Regions from separate parts of the Gossypium hirsutum genome. Here region 2 is linked to region 1. A link is a contact called in public Hi-C data. All regions are on one chromosome and are shown on one strand. The core of a region is the stretch at or near the end of the contact, and the rest is flanking DNA. Distances in the headings are between cores, read along the strand shown.

Region 1 (5,183 bases), core at 2,457-4,956:
TCATGCATATTTGTTTTGAGAGCTTGTTATTTTAGAACAAGCTACAATTTTTTTTTAATCTGTAATTAATCTTTGTTTTTGAGCCTTTTGTGCAATGCAAAGTAAATTGTAATTGTCGAAGATTCCTTCATTCACACCAGAAAGACATGAAAATCCAGATAGAAATGAAATTATACAGATTGATTTGTTGTTTTATTCTTGGGGTTACTATTGGATTTTTGCATTTGCTAATGGGTAAAACCAGCTAATCTTTTGTTGGTTGGCCAAGGAAGAAGGTTCAATTATTTTTTCTAGTAGAATATATGCATTTGTTTCTAGGTGTGATGGTCCCATTCATAGAGTATTGTATTTGTTTCCTTTCACTGCATTATTAGGTCATATTAATATTCAAAATCTGCAAAATTAAAATATCTGTAATATGAATTTATAGTGATTAATGTTTACTTGGAAAAACTAGATGGTTTAAGTTCTTTAAGGGAAAAAAGAAAAAAGAAAAAAAAAGAAAAAGAAAATTCGGTGTCACAGAAATCTGAACTTCGGTTACTGTATTCAGAGTCCAATATCCTTACCACTAGACCATAGAACCTTGGTTGACACATGTTTCCCAGAAATAAAAAAACACTTAGAAACTTATCAAGACAAATTCCTTTTTCTTGCCGTCTCCTCCTCCCTACCACCGCACATGGCCCTCACACTGCCCTCCCCACTCATCCTTTACCCATCTATGCAATAAAGTACACTATCATCATTGACAAATTGAAAATCTGATCAGAGATATAAACCTTTTACTTCGAACTCCCCATCTTTACCATTCCCTGTTGCTACATCAATAAACCCAAAATATTCAGTACCATTAAATTGAAGATTATCATCATATATCATCATAGCACCAAACTTTAAATTCTACAAAAGTTTCACTGCATGCCCATTCTGTCCAATATGCATAATAAAATATTGATTTAAAATTCCATCCATTCCTTAAAAGGAACAAAACAAAAATCTTGCTATATCTCGTTTTGCCTGAATATAGGATCCTTTTATCCATCATTGCCTTTATATGTAGCAAAAACAAAGTAATTCATCCACGAACTCACAATGGACAAAATACAAATTGTATATGCAACAAAACCAAGCATATATCATTTTCTTTTTTTCAGCAACTATAAAAGCAAGCAGCTGCTGCCGCGACAGTGAGAAGGAAAATAGAGGAACAACATCAGCGATTAAGGCTTTCAGATCTGATATTCTCTGCAATCTCAGTTTCCCATCGGTCACCATTCTCAAGCAGCTTCTCTTTGTCGTACAGCAGCTCCTGCAACATTGAGATTACCTAATTTACCTCAAAACCAACAAGTGAAAATGGACATTTGTGATTGATTTATTGGAGGAAAACAAACCTCACGAGTCTCGGTGGCAAATTCAAAGTTGGGTCCTTCAACAATTGCATCAACAGGACATGCCTCTTGGCAAAGTCCACAGTAGATACATACCTGCAAAGTTGAACTAATGTAAGACAAAGAAGACAACCATAAAAGAAAAGAGGGGGAAAAAAGGGAAAAAGAAAAAAAAGAGAAGAGAGATTGAACCTTGTAGTTCGACGACTTCCATCCTCCCTTTCCTCAGCCTCTATTGTGATTGCTTGCGCTGGGCATATCTGATAAACCACTATCACTACATGAGAACATCATAACAGTAAATCCACATTCAGTGAGAGAAGCTTAATCAGGAGTTGATAATGGATAGGATTAGTGAAAATTAATCAGCAAACCCAAGAACAGTTTGACGGGTCCAACTTCTCACAGATTGCTTACTCTTCAAGAGAAGCAATAACAGACACTAATCTTCCTTTCTATATAACTAGAGGGTATAATAGAGATAATACACATAACAAATATAGTAAACTTTTTTTTATGCATATTACCAGGTGAACCAATTCAGTGACCATAACACCCATTTAATTGCGAGTATGCCTAAGACCACATACAGACTAAAACGAAAAGGCGTAAAGCCCCCAGACTCCCACTCCAGTCAGGTGTCCATACCAGAGGGCAGGGGATACTTTCTCCCAGGTTGATAATAGTCATTCCATATTGTATCACTGCATGGTGGTACCATTCCCACCAAATAAAAGTAATATAGGTAACTGATAATGTTGAACTTACAGCTTCACAAAGGCAATGCAACGTTCCTCTCCAGTTGGATATTGGCGGAGAGCATGTTCCCCTCAAAAACATGGGCTCAATGGACCCTTCCCAAATGGATAGTTAATCTGTACAAGAAAGACAGGTTTGTATCATAATATGTTCAATGCAAGCTCAAAGAAAAGAATCATGAGGACACTTACTGTAACTTTTCTGTCAAAGAAGTACTTGAGAGTCAGCATGAGGCCCCTAACCATTTCAGTTAGAAGCAATGTGTTTATGCTTCGCTTAAAAACTGTCATTGAGAAGAATATAAAAAGACATTAATTGAAAAAGATAAAATTGAACTACTAACAAGTAATAGAGACAGAAACATTTCAGTGCACACTATATTACCAGAACTCCAGACTTAGAAATCTCCTTTGCAAGCTGCTCTCTTTCTAAATCATCTGCAGTTAATACACATGAAAACACACATGAACCAAGACATCTTATATCAAGCAAAAGAACAGCCTTAAAAATAGAAGTCCCATCAAACACTAGGATTGATGGTCATGCATGGAAGAAAATTGTTAAAGCATTTCTTATGATTTCCATGGAGAACCGTGGTGGAAAACTGAAAGGCATTTATTCCCATTGCATGCTCTTCCAAAACTCAAAACATATCTCCCCATTAATAACATAAAATAATTCATAATCTTCACTTTCCATCCATATTCCATAGAATTCTTAATACTTTTCCAATTTCAAAATAGCTATAGCTATAAAAAAAAGGAAGATCAAAGAGGGAGTAAGGCAAGACCTTCTTGGTGCTATAGGAGTGCGAACTGTGTTGCAGACCATAGTTTTGTAAACCTTGCAACGCTTGCCCCGACACAGCCTATAAATACATAATCCAAAAGAATCAGTAAAATATCCAAAAAGAAAAAATACAAGTCCCAGAAAAATCATAACAACGTTGATGACAAATAATCAGTGAGGTTCTGTTAATACTTAATAGCTTTTGAGCCGATGGAGAAAGCAATTAAAACAGGAAAAAACGAGAGCTTAATTTATGGAAATTGAAGTAAAACAAAAGAGAATAAATTTTAAAATTATATACAACAGAGGAAAAGTCTCTAACCTAAATCTACATATGAGCCTCGCCTTTTTCCACAACTTCATTTCTGTACATTATCAGGTGCCAGAAAAATAACATTTTAATTCCCGCTGGCTATGAACAAATTCTAATGAATAATCAATTCCATGATCATATAAATCTAAGGCATGGATCAAAAGGAGAAGAGGAAAGTGAGTTCTTACGAGGTGTCGAGCTCGGAAAGCATTGAGAGAATTACGAGCGAATATCGCAGCCATTGATTTTGATTGTTGATGGCGTTGATCTCGATCGGAACTGTAACTAAGCTTCTCCTCCCCACCTCATTAATCGGGTATTTTCTCTTTTCAGTTTTTTACGGCGTCGTTTTATCCTGCGCTACATTAGTATGGACTTATGAATGTCCAGCTCAAAGAAAGTAGGGCCCACTGGCCCACGAAGAACATTTCAACCTAACGGCGTCGTTTCGAAGGAGCTCAGGATCTCAAATCTCTGAACCCATATTTTTAGGGTTTAAGGAAGACACCACTGCCAGCCTCCCGGTGTCTGTTTCAACTCTCCACCCAATTTCCAAACCAGCGAGAAATGGCGTCGTTTTTCGGATCAGCAATGCGGGCTGGCTCGAGGACCCTAGCTTCTCGGTCTAAAACCCTAACTGTAAAGAGCCTAATCCCAAATCCTTCAACAAGATCCCTCCCTCGCGCCTCAAGGTACTTGCTTTTTGTTTTTTCCATCTAAATTTTTTATCAAATTCTTGACTTCTTTTTTTTTTTTAAAGGATTGTTTCGGCGTTGGGAGGATTAGAGTCGATGATGCCACTTCATAGTGCCATTGCATCTGCTCGCCTGCAATCAAGCATAGCCGTCGATTCCTCCTGTTGGAGCTGCCTCTCTCAAGGTTTTTCTTCTTTACCTTTAAAAAGAAACAATTGTTTAATATATCAATGTCTCATCAACGTTATAGTTGTTCTGTTGGTTCAAGTTTTTTTATGCTACAATTGGGTATAAGTTTCAAATGCCGTATAGTTTTTGTTGCAAGTTTAGGAATGAATTGTCCTTCACTTCCCTACGTTCCCTTTGACGTTATTCAAGAATCCAAAGTAGAACTTTATATAGAAATTGACTTCCGATGCTCTTAGCTGTAATTGTTTTGAGGAATTATATATGTAAAAATATGTACTAATTTCTAGTAATAATATGGGCTTCGGATTGTGAGCTTGAAGTATTTGAAGACAACCGTGTGATCTGCATTGTTAGAATGTTGGGTTCTAATGGTCATGGAATAAAACTTGACTATCCATGAAAGCATGTTGTTTGATGTACAAACATAGCTGTTCTACTTCTAACTTGGTTTTCTAATTCATGAAATAGGACTTGCAACACCCTTGTGACAAAGCTGGATACTTTGTGGGGCTGGGACATTAAGAGCATAGGGTCTTTGTTTTTGAAAGCTCTGTCAAGGGATTTCTGGACAACTGAAACTTCTTCAGCTCCAATGTCTTAGCAAATGATTAGCTACCTTTGCAGCATATTGGGGGTTTTGTTGTTGATTTGTGATGCATCTGATTTAGACCTTTTATATGCTTTGGAGGAATCACTGCCCAAAGCAAAATCCATATTACTTTATTTACAAAGTGAACTTCTAAGCTTTCTTGCTCTTAACTTTTTTTTTAAGTATTCATGTATTTGATATATATTTGGACATGAAAAGAAAAATATGATGTTTTAAGGTGCACCTAATTCATGAAAAACCATGAAAACAATGAACACACACACACACACACGTGTACTAATAGCATAGCTTTCTTTTCTTATTTACTGAATCAATTTTCATTTCAGATCACTTTGACTTACATTGTAATTTTTTTTGTTCAAACCACTCAAGATAGTAATTTGACTAATAAAAGAACAGCAGTGAGAAATATCAATAAAGCCCTGCATTTAACT
Region 2 (4,670 bases), core at 941-3,440, 140 kb before region 1:
ATAGCAAAGTCTGGTGGAGAAGATGGATTAGAAAACCTTCTCTTCACTACCATACTATCTTATTTATAGCTAACCCATGTCCAAATCTCAATCAGGATTATCTCTAATCATTACTCGTTCTCACACGTTTCCACTAATTAATCACATCCTACGAGACTCTACAAGTGTCCTAATTATTGACGTTGCCTCCACTAAGAGGCCAGATGACTTAAACGTATCCTACAAGCCATCGTACTTACTTAAGTAACAATACTAAAACACAGGTGATGATTTTATTAGCGGGAAAGTTCGCCTAATAAGGCCCTCGCCCTAACTATAATCTCGCTATCTCTCGGACTGACACTCCACAACGTTGGCAAGGTTCTTCGTAGCACTCCGCCATGAAGTTATCGACCTCATCCGGTCTAAGTTTCGCTACTTAGGTGGTCACCACTGATATAGTCTCCCAAACTAATCCAGTTTGCCAAACTAGGGTGTGAAAAAAAATAATTTTCTAAAGTTATAGAAAAATTATATTATTTATAAGAAGTGTTATGGAAGTTTTGGACAATTTATAAATTTTTTTCTAAAGATCATATATTATAAATTTTATATTATTTTTTACTTAATTTACATATTATAAAAATAGATTTAACCTAGCATAAGTTTTTCTCCAAATTAAGTTATATAAATTTTTATAATTAAAGCTACAAACTATTTGGACTAGACCTTAGCATGGGTTGGGCCAGACCGATGTAAAATTTTAGGCCCATTTCTATGCTCGGGCCCGGTCTGACCCAAAAAATGAGCTTAAAATTTTGTCCAAGTCTGGCCCAAATTAAAAATGCTAAATCCAAGCCTGATCCAACTCGTCTGTATTAAGTTTTTTATATAAAACAAATTTAAAAAATATAATATTTTAAATACACTAAAAACATTAAAATAATATTTTTCAACAAATTGAAAATACATTTAAAAAAAACTATAATTAAAAAAATACTAAGATAGTTGCAACTTAACAAGCAAGTGCCTCTAAAATAGTAGCAAAATTAACAATAAAACAATAGTTATACAATATCAAAACAATGACAACAAAATAGTAGCAATATAATATCGAAATGGCAACAAAACAACAACAAACAACAATAGAAAAAAAAGTATAAGCTGATTAGAGTCGATCCCGGGCCAAAAAATCCTACCGAGCCCTAGCCCGTTTAAAAAACAACCTTTTTTGTCCAAGCCCATTTTTTGGGCCTACATTTTTGTCGAAATCCTCCCACTTTTCGAGCAGAACTTCGGGCCTAGGTGGGTGGTCCAGCCCATGATCAAATCTAATTTGGACTATAAACTCATATATTATAAGGTTGATGCTAATTATGAAAATAGAAAAGGTTCTCTTGCACGATATCGTGAGGTTTGATACCATTTGAGAAAACAGTGCCAAACACAAACACCATAGACAACTCACAAGCTCTTTAATTTTAAACATTCAATGTTTCGAAATGTAGTTGATAAGACAATTGTTGTTTTAAAAAACATTTCTCATATTAACATTATCTTAGTATAGCATAAAAATCAAGGTTGAATCTTACTAGCATGTTGTATGTTTCATAACTACAACCATAGAGGGAATTGAGACGATCCATACTGCATAGAGTACATGGAAGAAAGAGATCTTGATAATTTTAATGATGCGGATTCAAATTCAGATGATGATGACTTGGTTAAGGACCAACATATAATGATAAGGAGTACATGTTAAATATTAAAGAGGGAATAACCCAATAAACATGCACCATAGCAATTAGATAAAATTGCATATGATATTTACTTTTCTTGTTATTTTTATTAGTTATCATATTATCAACTATTTTTTTATACTAACATAACATATAATTTTTGCTACTTGTTTAAAAAAAATTATCTTAAAAATTATTTTTATCATACTAATAATTTTTATAGTAATTAATATTTTAAAAATATAAATGCTATAACTTTGTAATTACAACTTTTACTATCAAACATTATATGAGAAATTACGATATAATTACACTCTGTTAATCAAACACGACTAAAGAATTATAATTCTTCGTAATTACAAAAACTACCTTAATAATTAGTATACTAATAATTACACTTTCATCTAATTAATTTACTCTCCAAACATGCCCTAAATATATTATAAAAAGAATAAATAATCAAGGGAAGCATGGGTGGTACCAAGCTACTTTTCTTACTGGAAAACCTGCCTAATCTATGACTAGTCACACGACACGGTTTCAAAATTGAAACACGTAATTCATGCGCCCGTCTATGGCGGCTACAATTCAAAAGTTCGATCTCATATTTCAACTCATCTTCTTCCAACAACGAAACTCTAGCAAATCAAACAAAATCCAGGAAAACCCGAATTCAGAAACGAAAACAAGATTTCTATTTTCTTTCATTTTGGGAATTAATCAAGAAAATGGAGACGGTGATGGAAGATGAAGAGTACAATTACAGAGAAGTAAATTTGCCTTCGCTGATCCCAGTAGTCCCAGAGCCAGCACTAGAGAGGGAAACAGGGGAGAGAAGGAGAGGCCGAGATATACTCATTGCTATTGATCACGGTCCCAAGAGCAAACACGCCTTTGATTGGGCTCTTATTCACTTCCTCAGGCTTGCTGATACCATCCATCTTGTCCATGCTGTTTCCAGTTATAACTTATGTCATGGAAAATAATCGATTTCTAGATTATTATCTTACTTATTTCTCAAATTCCTTTCTGGGTTTTTTTCTTTATAGGTGTCAGAAACGATGTGGTTTATGAAACTAGTCAAGCTCTTATGGAGAAGTTAGCTGTCGAGGCTTTTGAGGTTGCCATGGTTAGTTCTTCATCTTTTATTATCATTTGCATCATTAGTATGGAATTGTTATTGCGAGATCATTATGTCTGTTGTGTGGACATTTTAACTTAGGTTGATTATTGAGCCATCCATCGTTGTGTCTATTATTTCCATAGATGAGTACATTGATATATTCGGATTACTGACAATTTCCATGGAATCAATTGTAATATCTACATATGTTTAGGTGCATAATGCAAAATAGAGGTTGGTTAGTTTCATTTCTAGAACTTTTAATAGCATTTATAGGGTACGTCCAAACTTCAAATATAAATCAACAACATTGACCAACTAAAATCTTGAACCATGATTTGATCTCCTATTTGCACCTAAAGTTTTAAATTGATCAATGTCAGTGTCGTCAATGGTGCAAGGAATAAACCCTCCAAGGCGCAAAAAGTGCATGTCTTTTTTTTTTGGTATACATGTATAAAAGAACCCTCGTTGGTCCATAGCCTTTCGAATATTCTGTCAAATGTCAAGATGGTTCACTGTTTTAGCTATTTAAAGGTTTAAGATGATCAATATGAACAGATTGTTTTTAATTTTTCAACGGGATATGCTAGTTAGAGTACACAATTATCTGTTGGTTTTGGCATTTATACATTATAATTGAATTAAACCTTAGGGTAGTGTTTCCTTTGCATGCCCCTAGTTCCAATATAGCTTTGAGAGTCAAAATTATTTGGTGTTTGGATTTTCAGAAATTTATAGTTTCTTCGAATTAGGTGAGGACTCAAGCTCGAATAGTTGAAGGGGATGCTGGTAAGGTAATTTGCAAGGAAGCAGAGAGGTTGAAGCCAGCAGCAGTGGTTATGGGAACTCGTGGTAGAAGCTTAAGTCAAAGGTCTGATTTAATCCTCAATTTCATGTTACATCTTTCTATATAGATGCTGGTGCTTGTTTTACTTTGCCATATGTTGCTCCGGTTCTTCACTTTTCTGAATGTTCTTATGTTTAACACCTGTGTTGGACGTATATCTACACATGAGTATGTGGCTATGCCTTAAAATATCCTCCAAATACATGGAAAAACTAAATGACTCCATTATTCCTTGCTCTTCTCTCATCATATTCATACCTTTGCAGTGTATTTCAAGGAAGTGTAAGCGAGTATTGCTTCCACAACTGCAAATCCGCACCTGTCATAATCGTACCTGGGAAAGGTACTAACCCTAATCAATAGAGTCCACTAGTTCTATTTCATTTGTATTCCTTGGAAACTTTGAATGATTGACACATTCTGTTTTTATAACTCGGCAGAAGCTGGAGATGAATCACTGATATAGTGGCAAAGGCAATGGTTAACTTGAGAAACCATTAGTCATGGAATCGATTTGTTTGCTTGTAGCACTGTATGTAAATATAGATTGCTTGGTTGTTTATTTGAATGTTTGCATGTTATGGCTGTGTTGCTTCAGAACCTCTTATCTAGTGTTACCATACGATATATTGTGTGTAATTTTATCGGTATTTGGTATTTCAATTTTTATTTCCCGAATTTATGCATCGGAAGTTGTCGTTGAGAATTACCGACCGCCTGAACCGGACTTAAACAGCTAACTTAGCTTTCACAGCAAAAAATAATATTTCTACAATGGCAATCTAAGACTAAAGTTGCCTTGACTGTATCTGATATTTATCTTTGCCTAGTCTAAAATTTCAACTTTGCAATATACATTCATTCAATTAGGCCCTATATCTGCATTGTAACAAAAAACAGAAGAAGCTATTTTCTAAAAATCTAAGCAGATTCAGTGATATTAAAGAAAACATCACTTTCAAAAAAGCTTCAATTATGT

The links. A called contact is a pair of places that touch in the nucleus more often than the background predicts.
Region 2: a Hi-C map of leaf shows a contact between it and region 1, with 1.9 times the contacts expected there. The contact joins the promoter of LOC121224634 here to the promoter of LOC107953434 in region 1. A contact is called at or near these places in 6 of 34 Hi-C or Micro-C datasets (leaf and seedling).

Annotation. Positions count from the first base shown.
Region 1 is chrD12:3,712,088-3,717,270 of Gossypium_hirsutum_v2.1, reverse strand. It overlaps LOC107953434 (protein NONRESPONDING TO OXYLIPINS 2, mitochondrial), which reads left to right and starts at 3,706. Exons shown (of 3, transcript XM_016888742.2): 1 at 3,706-3,947; 2 at 4,016-4,134; 3 at 4,608-4,971. The coding sequence starts at 3,823. The coding sequence ends at 4,627. It overlaps LOC107953431 (probable LRR receptor-like serine/threonine-protein kinase At2g16250), which reads left to right. Exons shown (of 5, transcript XM_016888741.2): 5 at 1-195. It also overlaps the pseudogene LOC107953432 and the pseudogene LOC107955939.
Region 2 is chrD12:3,846,545-3,851,214 of Gossypium_hirsutum_v2.1, reverse strand. It overlaps LOC121224634, which reads left to right and starts at 2,190. Exons shown (of 5, transcript XM_041108251.1): 1 at 2,190-2,678; 2 at 2,768-2,847; 3 at 3,597-3,715; 4 at 3,958-4,034; 5 at 4,132-4,354. The coding sequence starts at 2,447. The coding sequence ends at 4,157.